Linked DNA regions of Sus scrofa: region 1 is linked to region 2. A link is a contact called in public HiChIP or PLAC-seq data. All regions are on one chromosome and are shown on one strand. Each heading gives the region's core, a stretch centred on a gene start, on an enhancer-like site or on the middle of the called end of the contact. The rest is flanking DNA. Distances are from core to core; before and after follow the strand shown. Region 1 holds the start of EIF3K (eukaryotic translation initiation factor 3 subunit K). Region 2 holds the start of SPINT2 (kunitz-type protease inhibitor 2).

Region 1 (5,734 bases), core at 2,993-5,492, 290 kb before region 2:
TACGTATTTGGTTTTGTTTTTTATTTTTGCCTTTTAGGGCCACACACAAGGCATATGGAAGTTTCCAGGCCAGAGGTCGAATTGGAGCTACAGATGCCAGCCTAGACCACAGCCACAGCGACGCAGGAGCCAAGCTGCATCTGCAACCTACACCACAGCTCACAGCAACATCGGATCCTTAACCCGCAGGGCGAGGCCAGGGATCAAACCTGCATCCTCAGGGATCCTGGTCGTGTTCATTTCCGCTGTGCCACAAAGGGAATTCCATGTATTTGTTTTATGTGCTAGCCTGTGTGTTTTGAAACTATTTTTTAAAAAGCCATTCCTCCGCCTGCCCCAACTTCCCTGGCTTCCTAGTCTAGCACATCGAGAAAAGTTATATGCGATCCAAAAAATATATTTAAAACTCAAGACAACTCAATGCCCAAACCCCAAAAAACCCTACTAAAAAATGGGAGAAGACCTGAATAGACATTTTTCCAAAGAAGATGTACCGATCAACACAGACACACAAAAAGATGCACGACAATGATAATCATCCGGGAGATTCAAATCAAAACCACGATGAGCTGTCACTTCACACCTGTCAGAAAGGCCAAGGATGTGGAGAAGAGACCACTCTGGTACATCTGTTGGTGGAAATGTAATTGGTGCAGCCACTATGGAAGACAATATAAAGGTTCCCCCCAGAAATGAAAAAAATAGAACTACCAGGGAGTTCCTGCTGTGGCTCAGTGGGTTTAAGAATCTGACTCGTATCCATGAGGATGTGGGTTCAATCCCTCGTGTCGCTCAGTGGGTTAAGGATCCAGCGTTACCGTGAGCTGTGGTGTAGGTTGAAGGCTTGGCTCAGGTCTGGCGTTGCTATGGCTGTGTAGCTGCAGCTCTGATTCAACCCCTAGCCTGGGAACTTCCATGTGCCGTGGGTGCGGCCCTAAAAAGACAAACAGAAACAGAACTACCAGAAATTCCTGCTGTGGTGCCACAGGATACATGAATCTCTGCAGCACTGAGACACAGGTTCGACCCCTGGGCCAGCACAGTGGGTTAAAGGATCCAGCGTTGCCGCAGTTTACGCTGAAACTGTGGTTGGATCTGATCCCTGGCCTTGGAACTCCATACGCCATAGGGAGGCCAAAAAAGGGGGAAAAGAAAGAACCAGCCACCTAAATGTCCATCAACAGATGAGTGGACTAAGAAGATGTGGTATATAAACACAATGGAATACTACTTGGTCATAAAAAGGAGTGAAATAATGCCATTCACAGCAACATGGATGCAACCAGAGATGATCACACTCAGTAAAGTCAGAAAGAGAAAGACAAGTACCACACGACATCACTTATACATGGAATCTCAAATATGGCACAAATAAACATATCTACAAAACAAAAACAGACTCACAAACATAGAGAACAGATTTGTGGTTATCAAGGGGGAGGAGGGAGAGCAGGATAGACTGACAGCCTGTGGTGAGTAAATGCAACTATTACATTTATAATAGACCAACAACAAGATCCTACCAGAGAGTACAGGGAACCATAACCAATCTTTTGGGATAAACCATGATAGAAAAGAACATTAAAAATAAAAATAAGTATATATATATATATATATATATATATATATATATATATATATATCTGGATAACTAAGTCATTTTGCTGTACAGGAGAAATTGGCACAACATTATACCAACAATTATTAAAAAAAAAAAAAATACTACCATATGACCCAGCAATTCCAACCTGAGTACACATCCAAAGATAACAAAAACACTAAGTCGAAAAGACACATGCACCCCAATGTTCACAGCAGCACTATTTATGACAGCCAAGACATGGGAGCACTCTAGGTGTCCACTAACAAATGAATGGATAAAACGGGATACACACACAAGGGAACATCACCCAGCCATGAAAGAATGAAATTTTGCCCTTTGCAATGACATGAATGGACCTCAATACGCTTAGTGAAATAAGCTGAAGAAAGACAAATACTGTACGTTTTGACTAATATGTGGAACCTAAAAGATGACAACGGATGACTATAATGAAACAAAAACAAACCCAAATATACAGAACAAACTAGTGGTTACCAGAGGGGAGCAGGGTGGGAGGGAGGCAAGACAGGCGGGCGAAGGAGATTAAGAGATACAAACTGGTAGATATAAAATAAGTAAGATACAAGGATGTAACATACAGCACAGACTATAACCAATTTTTTTTTTTTTTTTTTTTTTTTTTGTCTTTTTGCTATTTCTTGGGCCGCTCCCACGGCATATGGAGGTTCCCAGGCTAGGGGTCCAATTGGAGCTGTAGCCACCGGCCTACGCCAGAGTCACAGCAACATGGGATCCGAGCCGCGTCTGCAACCTACACCACAGCTCACCGTCTGCAACCTACACCACAGCTCACCGCAACGCCGGATCGTTAACCCACTGAGCAAGGCCAGGGACCGAACCCGCAACCTCATGGTTCCTAGTCGGATTTGTTAACCACTGCGCCATGACAGGAACTCCATCAATGTTTTATATAACCATGTTTTTGGCCATACTTGCAGCATATGGAAGTTTCAAGGATAAAACCCATGCCACAGCGGTGACAACGCTGGATCTTTAACCTGCTGAGCCACCAGAGAACTCTTATATTGACTTTAAATGGAATAAAATCTATAAACACATCCAATTGTTATGTTTCACACCTGAAAATATAACACTGTACATCAATTACATTTCAACTTAAAAGAGAGAGAAGCCACATCCTGTGGGCCACCCCCAACTCCCACCCTACCCAGTATTGGGAGCGGCACCTTGCTGGCTACTGACACAGTGGTGGGAACAGATGCAGACACTCACAGTTTCAGAACAGCCAGGTTGGCTTCCAGATCATAGGCATTCTCCTTAGCCTGTGTCTCCACATAGCGCTCCAGGGTGGCCAGATTCTCAGGATTATACCTAGAGGAGAAACAAGATGGGTGAGCAGAAAAGAGAGGAGCTGAGGTCAGTCGCTCTGTGGGGCCGGGGTGAGAGGGGACACTGTAGCCTGCTCCTCCCTCTTCCTTTCTTGCTTCCCTCCAGATCTGTCACTGGTCACTTGCTCTACTCAAATACCGAATCAGCTCTATAACCTCTAACAAAACTTATCCACATCCCAGACCTAAGCCTAAGCTCTAGCCCCCGTGTATTTTTTTTTTTTCTTAAGGCCGCACCCTTGGCCGCATATGTAGGTTCCCAGGCTAGGGGCTGAATCAGAGCTACAGTTGCTGGCCCACACCACAGCCACAGCAACGCAGGATCCGAGCCGCATCTGCAACCTATACCACAGCTCACAGCAACACCAGATCCTTAATCCACTGAGAAAGGCCAGGGATTGTACCCGCAACCTCAGGGTTCCTAGTCAGAAGTGTTTCCGCTGTGCCACGATGAGAACTCTATCAGCCCTGTGTCTTTTCTAGGATGTCTCCTCAACCTCTCAGCCAACCAGCCCTGGCAGCATGTATACCTGGCCTCCAGGACATCTTTGCCAGGCACCCCTTTCTCCCCTCCCCAGGCCCCACTCAGGTCTAGCACCATCTTCTCCTGCCTAGCATCCCCCCATCCCAGCCCTGACCACTTCTGGCTACCACTACCACTGCCTATTGGCAGGTTTGTCTAGACTCTGAACCGGGAACTCCGTGAAAGCACAGCCTGTGACTCTCTTGGTCACTTCTGGTTCGCAGCAGTGCCCAGCACTGACAAAACAGATTTTAGTAAACATGTATTGGATGAATGATATGGGAGGGGGGAGAGAGAAAGAGGCACTGAGAGAGACAGACTGAGGAGGAGAGAAAGGAAAGTGAGGGGAAGCCGAGAAGCAGAGAGAGAGGCCTTACATCAATTAAAAAAGGGAGGACTGAGCGGTAGACAAGCTTATCGCCCGCCATAAGGCCTCTGCAGTGCTGTTTCCTTAAACATCTCCAAGACGACTGAAAAAACCCCACTCCCGGGCAAGCCCAGGATCCAGACCACCCTTGCTGTCTCCCGAAAAATCCCCTCCTCCATCCTGCTTGGCCAGAAGCGCTCCCTCTGACCAGGTTCAGACCTGTCGATACCCTTGAGCAACTTGCCCACGTTCGCTCTCATCTGCTCAAACATCGCCATGACTACTCTTGCCTCCCACACCGGGACTGAAGCCGAAGATCCTACAGGCACGGCGTCCTCGAGGACCGGAAAAGGAACTGCGGGTGGAGACGGAAACTACGTCACTGTTTCCTCTCCAGCCCTGGAGGCGAAGATGGAGGAGGCTCTAGCTGCGGCTGCCGCGCTTTCCGGCTGCCACGTGACTTCTTCCCAGCGTGCGCAGTTGGCGCGTGCGCATACGCTCCACTTGAGCAGGACCAAAGGCGTGAGTAAAAGACCAGTCTAGTTCAGTGCGCAGGCGCCCTCTCGAGGCGAGGAGGCGGGGCTGAGCTTTTCCCGGGCCTTGCGTACCCAGTCCTAGTCTCTGGGATGTGCGCGCGAGGTCCCTGGGAAGGAGGTGAATCCCTGACGGCGAGCACGCACGTCGCGCTGCGCGCTGTGGTGAACTCAAAACTGTGTTGGAATGCACTTGTTGAAGTCCCTTTGGGCCATGGCCAAGTCCCGAGGAAGGTGCTCTCGGAGGCCCCCTTTGCTCCAGGCCTCGACCCCTGAGGCAGGATCTAGAGCACCGCAGTTTCCAGCCCTGAACCGGGTCCCCAAGCTCCAACCTAACGCCAGGGTTAGCGGCCCGCAAAGCCGCTGTGCTCTGCTGGCAATGGCCGGGGTGAGAGGCTACTGAAACCCCACAGCTCACGCCCAGTCCCTATAGGCTCCAGTCTTGTGGGTGAAGGCGAGCGCCTCGTGAGTTATGTGCAGATTCTTCACACTGCAGGCATGAATGCACATGCATGTGTTATGTATGTGGAGGTATATGCTCTGAGTACTTTCACACGTATCGACTGCCCTTTGCACCGCACAGGGGTTACCACTAAGTGCATGTATGCGCTCCAGGTGAACAGTGACATACACTGCATGGCCATCTCTGTGCAGACCTGCCATCTCCCGGTCGTGGCCAAACTCTCAAGCACTCAGCTGAGGTTCAACTGTAGTTTTTGGCCGCCACCCAGAATGGGGGAAGGAGTGTTAGGGCACCCTCCGGGTCACAATTAAGATAGTTTGCATCTGGTTTACATTCAGCCTGGAAGTGAAGGGGGGGGTCCCCTGGGTCCCAAGGCAAGCTGCCCCTAACAGGCTCTCAGGGCCCAGGGGACAGGGGGTGGAGCCGGCTGCACAGCCCTGAGCTGGGGCAGGAAGCGAGAGTGGGGAGGGGGGAGGCCACAGCGGGTGGAGGCAAGGCGGGTGCAGGGCGTGTGGGGAGGGAGGGAGGTGCCAGCGATCTGAGCCCTGAGGCCCTGCTGGCCCCTGGGCGCAGGCCCGGCTCTGGCCCCCAGGAATGGACCTCGTGGACCCCGACATTTTTAATAGGGATCCCCGGGACCACTACGACCTGCTGCAGCGGCTGGGTGGCGGCACCTATGGGGAAGTCTTCAAGGTGAGGAACTCTGTCCTTCTCCATCACCCTCAAGCCAGTGACCTTTGGGGGGAGACCCAAGAAGGGAAGGGGATGCGAGAGGGTCCCGGTCCCTGGTTTTGGTTCAGGGATGCTGAGGAGGACTCAGGCAAATGGAGCCCGCCTGACTGCCAACTTCCCCTTTACAAGGCTCGAGACAAGGT
Region 2 (5,629 bases), core at 1,384-3,883:
TCCTCACCCAGTCTTCCCCCTCCCCTGCCCGACATACTCCCGTTCCAGGCCTGCACCCGCAGCATGTGGAGGTTCCCAGGCTAGGGGTCAAATCAGAGTTGTAGCTGCCAGCCTACACCACAACCACAGCAAAGCCAGATCTGAGCCGTGTCTCTGACCTACAACGAAGTTCACGGCAACACTGGATCCTTAACCTACTGAACAAGGCCAGGGATCGAACCCACGTCCTCATGGATCCTAGCTGGGTTTGTTATCGCTGAGCCATGACAGTAACTCCCATGTATTCCACTACTTCCAACTGGACATTTGCCCCTAAGGTCTCTCTCTACACCACCTGCTCATTCTTCACGGTAGAGCTCAGGTGTCACTGTCCTCAAAGAGACCTCCTCTGACCACCTGAGCTAAAGGGGCCCCTCATCTTACATCATCCCCGTGTGTCTACTCTGCCCTGCTCAGTTACGTCTTGGTAATTTAATACTGTGGCGAGTGCTCTTTATTTAAATGTTTACTCATCGTCTCTGTCTAGCCCCCTAGAATATAAGGTCTGTAAATGCGGGGACCTGGCCTGTCTGAGTCACAAGGGTTATGCCCTTCCAGCACTGTCTCAGATACAAGGCAGGGGCCCAATAAGTTTTGCTGAATCGATGAATTCTTCTTTCAAGAGTGGTTTTCAGGAGTTACCGTTGTGGCTCAGCGGTTAATGAATCTGACTAGGAACCATGAGGTTGTGGGTTGGATCCCTGGCCTTGCCCAGTGGGTTAACGATCCGGCGTTGCCGTGAGCTGTGGTGTAGGTCGCAGACGTGGCTTGGATCCTGTGTTGCTGTGGGTCTGGCGTAGGCTGGCAGCTACAGCTCTGATTAGACCCCTAGCCTGGGAACCTCCATATGCCGCAGGAGCGGCTCAAGAAATGGCAAAAAGACCAAAAAAGAGTGGTTTTCAAAGCCTGCTTGTGTTTGTCCGAAGCAGTAAGGTTAGACCAACACTTGTTCAAAAAGACCTTTCAGGCCAAATTTCCATAGAGTATAGAGGTTTAAACTGGGCCTTATCCTCCACCAGGCTCTAAGGACCAGTGCAACCAATCCGAGCCCACTTCTTCTTTTTTCTTTCTTTTTTTTTGTCTTTTGAGGGCCGCACCCACGCAGCATATGGAAGTTCCCAGGCTAGGGGTCCAATCGGAGCTGTTGCCACCAGCCTACACCACAGCCACAACAACGTCAGATCCGAGCCGTGTCTGAGACCTACACCACACACAGCCCACCGCAACACCCCAACCCAGTGGGCAAGGCCAGGGATTGAAGCCGAAACCTCATGGTTCCTAGTCAGATGCATTAGCCACTGAGCCACGACGGGAACTCCCATCCAAGCCCCCTTCTTAATGCCCATATTCTTCGTACACCAAGGGGCTCCCACCCTTGCACCCTGACGAAGTTCTCTCCCCCACACTGGTGCTTTTCTTCTCCTTCCTTTGGCTCTCACTGAGAAACACCGTTCTTCTGGGAGGCGCTCTGCTGCAGCTGAACCAGAAAGGTGTCTCAGGAGGCCGCTGTCCATGATCTAAAGAGGAGAGGGTGAGGTCTTCTTTCCTGAGGCTAAAAACAGCCACCTGGTCACCTGTCCGAGCCAGCCCTCGGAGACGGGCCTCCCCGGGCTTTCTGGGGCCCTGCCACTTTCCGCCTCCAGGAAGAGGCCGGTCTTCGGTTCGGCCCCTCACCCGCTTCCTGCCACAGGAAGGGCCGATGCCACTCCTTGGTCAACAGCCCTCGTCGCCTCCCTCACCCACAGGAAACTTTTCCCAGCCCGGGTTCCTCCGCGCTCCTCACTCGCAAGGGTTCCCAAACTTTCTTCTCCAGGCTCGGCCTCCCAGGGCTGGCTCCAGGGCGCCCCCTGAGCTTCACCAAATCGCCCCCAACTTTCTTCTCCACCAGTTCTCCCCGCTCAGGGCCTCCTCGGACCCGACTTACCCCCTCGACCTTGCCCCTAACGCCCCGCCTGCAGCCCCTCAGCCCTCCATCCCTCCAGGGAGACCCCGCCCGGGACCTCACCGTGGACGCCACGATCTCCGTTGGCCTCCTTGGCCCCGCCGAGGAGCAGCAGTGCCAGCAGAGCGAGGAGCGCCCCGCACCAGCTCGGCCCGCACAGCTGCGCCATGACGGGCTCCACCCGGCTGCCCAGGGGAGGCCTCGAACCGCCGGCCGTTGGGGTCTCGCGGTCAGGTGCGGGAAGACCCTTGCCGCGCACGCGCACGGGAGCGCCTCGCGTCCAGCTGCGGCAGCTCGCAGAAGGTCCGCGGGGTGCTGCGCTGGCCCTCGCCACCCAGGAAGTTTCTAGGAAGCCCCTTTCTCGGGCCTTCGGTGTGCGGACACTGCCTCCGGTGCCCACGATGCTTCAGTCCGCTCCTCGCTCGCCCCCGACCTTACCCCCCACTTCAAGACCCCACCACACCCCCAAACGCTCGGTGGGCGCTGGAGGCAATGGCGGCCGCCTCGAAGCAGCTACGGAAGGTGGAGGGTCAGGGAGGGGGCGGGGCGCACCTGGCGAGGCGGGGCGCGTAGAGCGCAGGCGCAGGGAGGATGCACCTGAGCAGCCGTCCTCCTCCTTGGGCGCACCTGGACCCACCCCTGTCTCTGGAAAGGGGCGTGGTTTTTGCGTTGGCTCCGCCCAGGGTGGGGCCTAACCGGGGCAGGCGCACTCCTGCCTAGGTCTTCCGCCGCCCTAGCGTGTGGGCTTGTTGACCACGTCCGAGCACCTTCGCTCTTGGGCTAGGCCTCCGGGTGAGAGGAAAGGGCGCGGACGTGCCTTATTGGACACGTGTGATTTTTGCCCACCTCGCTTCAGCCTTCTGTTGCAAGGGATTTATTCCTAATTCCTATGTTCCCTGAGCACCTACTCAGTGTGTTGCTAGAAACCCAGCTGTGACCAAACCAGATTCCTGCATCACCAGGACAGGAACATCCCAGCGTAGTGATGATAGAAGCATAGGGCAGAGTGGATATGGATGAGACAGGGGACACAAGCTGAGTGCTAAGGGACTGGGTGGTGGAAGACCTGGGAGCCCAGACAAGTTCCCTATTTATTCTGAGAGCTGGGCAGGGAGGACCTCCCAGAGAAGATGAAAGAGCCGTGAATGAACACAAGCCTCACACTCTTGCCTCCCGGGTTCCCAGTCCTGAGACCAACTCTACACTAGATAGGGATTGGTGTCAGGGCTGAATTGGGAAAGCACAGGCAGAGGCAGCTGACCACCTTGGGGGCCAGGAAGGACTTCCTGTAGAGGGATGTGCGAGCTGAATCTTAAAAGGAGGATGGATAGGACAGGCATAGGAGTAGAGCTCAGTCAACAGGATAATTAAAATAAATGTATTTTGGAAAACACTTTATGGGAATTTGCATTGTAGTGCAGGGGAAATGAATCCAACTAGAGTCCATGAGGATGCAGGTTTGATCCCTGGCCTTGCTGGGGTGGGGGGGCGTTCCAGCACTGCCATGAGCTGTGGTGTAGGTCTCAGACAAGGATCATCGGATCCGGAGTTGCTGTGGCTGTGGCGTGGGTTGGCAGCTGTAGCTCCGATTCAACCCTTAGCCAGGGAACTTCCATATGCTGCAGGTGCAGCCCTAAAAACCAAAAAAAAAAAAAAAAAAAAAAGAAGAAAACACTTTACAGTGCTATGAAGAAAATGAATTGAAGGCTGGGATGGAAAATAACGGAGGACTGGGTGGTGGAGGAGGTGGTTTTGATAATGAACCTTGGAGGATAAGAAGAGCTAATGGATAAACATTTCAAGCAAACAGCAAATGCAAAAGTCCTGAAGCAAGGAAGACATCAGGGTGGTGCTGCAGGACCCAGGGCCACACCCACTCCTCGGCCTCCCTCTAGATGTAATAATATGTGAAGAACTTTAACTGGGTTATCAAAATGGTGTGTTTACCTTAAGCAATTAAAATGTTTCTTTTTAGGGAGGTTCCTGAGACTTATGCAAGTTCCCAGGCTAGGGGGCGAATCAGAGCTGTAGCTGCTTGCCTGGGACACAGCACAACCACACACCAAATCCTTTAACCTACTGAGTGAGGCCAGGGATCAAACCCTCATTCTCATAGATACTAGTCAGATTCTTTTTTTTTTTTTTTATCTTTTCTAGGGCCGTTCCTGCGGCATATGGAGGTTCCCAGGCTGGGGGTCTCTGCTGCCAGTCTACGCCAGAGCCACAGCAACTCGGGATCCAAGCCGCGTCTGTGACCTATACCACAGCTCACGACAATGCCAGATCACGGCAACCCACTGAGCAAGGCCAGGGATCGAACCCGCAACCTTATGGTTCCTAGTCTGATTTGTTAACCACTGCACCACAACGGGAACTGCACTAGTCAGATTCTTAACCTGCTGAGCCACAATGAGAACTCCCTGACAATGATCTTCTAATGATCACAAATCCTCCAGCAGTGTCTGCGACCTATACCACAGCTCCTGGCAATGCTGAATCCTTAACCCCCTGAGCCTAGTTGGATTCTTAACCTGCTGAGCCACAATGAGAATTACAGCAATTAAAGTTTATAAAACGTGGGAGTTCCCATTGTGGCTCAGCAGTAAAGAACACAACTAGTATCCATGAGGATTTGGGTTCGATCCCTGGTCCTGCTCAGTGGGTTAAGAATCCAGCGTTGCCCTGAGCTGTGGTGTAGGTTGCAGACACGGCTCAGCTCTGGCATTGCTGAGCCACAATGGGAACTACCAGTGTCTACGCTTTGCTGTATGCTGTGATGGGACAGAGCTGGAGTTTGAACCAGGTCTGTTAGATGCCAAGTGTTTTTTCCACTCTCCCACAGCTGATGCCTGGCTGGCTTTATTTACTGAGTATCTTTTATATGCCAAATACTGCAGAGAGAAAGATGTAAAAGAAACAGACCCAGGAGTTCCTGGCCCAGCTCAGTGGGCATTGCCGTAAGCTGTGGTGTAGGTCACAGGAGCGGCTTGGATCTGGTGTTCCTGTGGCTGTAGCCTAGGCCGGCAGCTGCAGCTCCTATTCAACCCCTAGCCTGGGAACTTCCATATGCCACAGGTGCGGCCCTAAAAAAGCAAAACATAAATAAATAAATACAGTTTATAAAACTTTACGCCTGCCGTCTTCTTTGATCTTGCAGTGAATGCGAGGCCAAAAGTCTCTTTAGCACCTGAACCCTGGACCCCCACCCTGTCCCACAAAACCCAGGCTTGAGCTGGAAGACAGAGGACTGGTGGTGAGAGGTGAGGCAGGAGAGGAGGCATAGGCCTGTTCAATCACACATCTGTTCACACATCTGTTCACTCATCAGTACATTCTTTGAGCACCTACTATAAGCCAGGTACTATCGTAAATGCTGGAGAAGATAGAACAGTGAACAAAGCAAAATTCCTGGCCTGTTGGAACTCACTTTGTAGTGTTGATAGCAGTGATGGAAGTAGCATATCAGCTGCAGAGGCTGAGCCCCCTAAACTGAGTTCTCCCGCTGAGTTTGTGATTAACATCTCTATCCAAAATCTGATTCCCTTTCTTATTCAGCCCCTCAGGATTGAGGGGTATTGAAACCAAGCAGGAAATCTATTTTTCTTTTTTTTTTTTTGTCTTTTGTCTTTTTGTTATTGTTGTTGTTGT

The links. HiChIP or PLAC-seq counts read pairs in DNA pulled down with a chosen protein or histone mark.
Region 1: a contact with region 2 is called in an H3K27ac HiChIP or PLAC-seq map of alveolar macrophages. The contact joins the promoter of EIF3K here to the promoter of SPINT2 in region 2. A contact is called at or near these places in 1 of 47 Hi-C or Micro-C datasets (embryonic fibroblasts) and 1 of 2 datasets of contacts at active chromatin or transcription factors (alveolar macrophages).

What each region holds. Positions count from the first base shown.
Region 1 is chr6:47,474,692-47,480,425 of Sscrofa11.1, reverse strand. It overlaps EIF3K (eukaryotic translation initiation factor 3 subunit K), which reads right to left and starts at 4,242. Exons shown (of 8, transcript XM_003127119.5): 1 at 4,083-4,242; 2 at 2,858-2,956. The coding sequence starts at 4,141. MAP4K1 (mitogen-activated protein kinase kinase kinase kinase 1) reads left to right here and starts at 5,336. Exons shown (of 32, transcript XM_021094343.1): 1 at 5,336-5,552; 2 at 5,721-5,734. The coding sequence starts at 5,454.
Region 2 is chr6:47,178,776-47,184,404 of Sscrofa11.1, reverse strand. SPINT2 (kunitz-type protease inhibitor 2) reads right to left here and starts at 2,633. Exons shown (of 7, transcript XM_003127108.5): 1 at 2,045-2,633. The coding sequence starts at 2,150.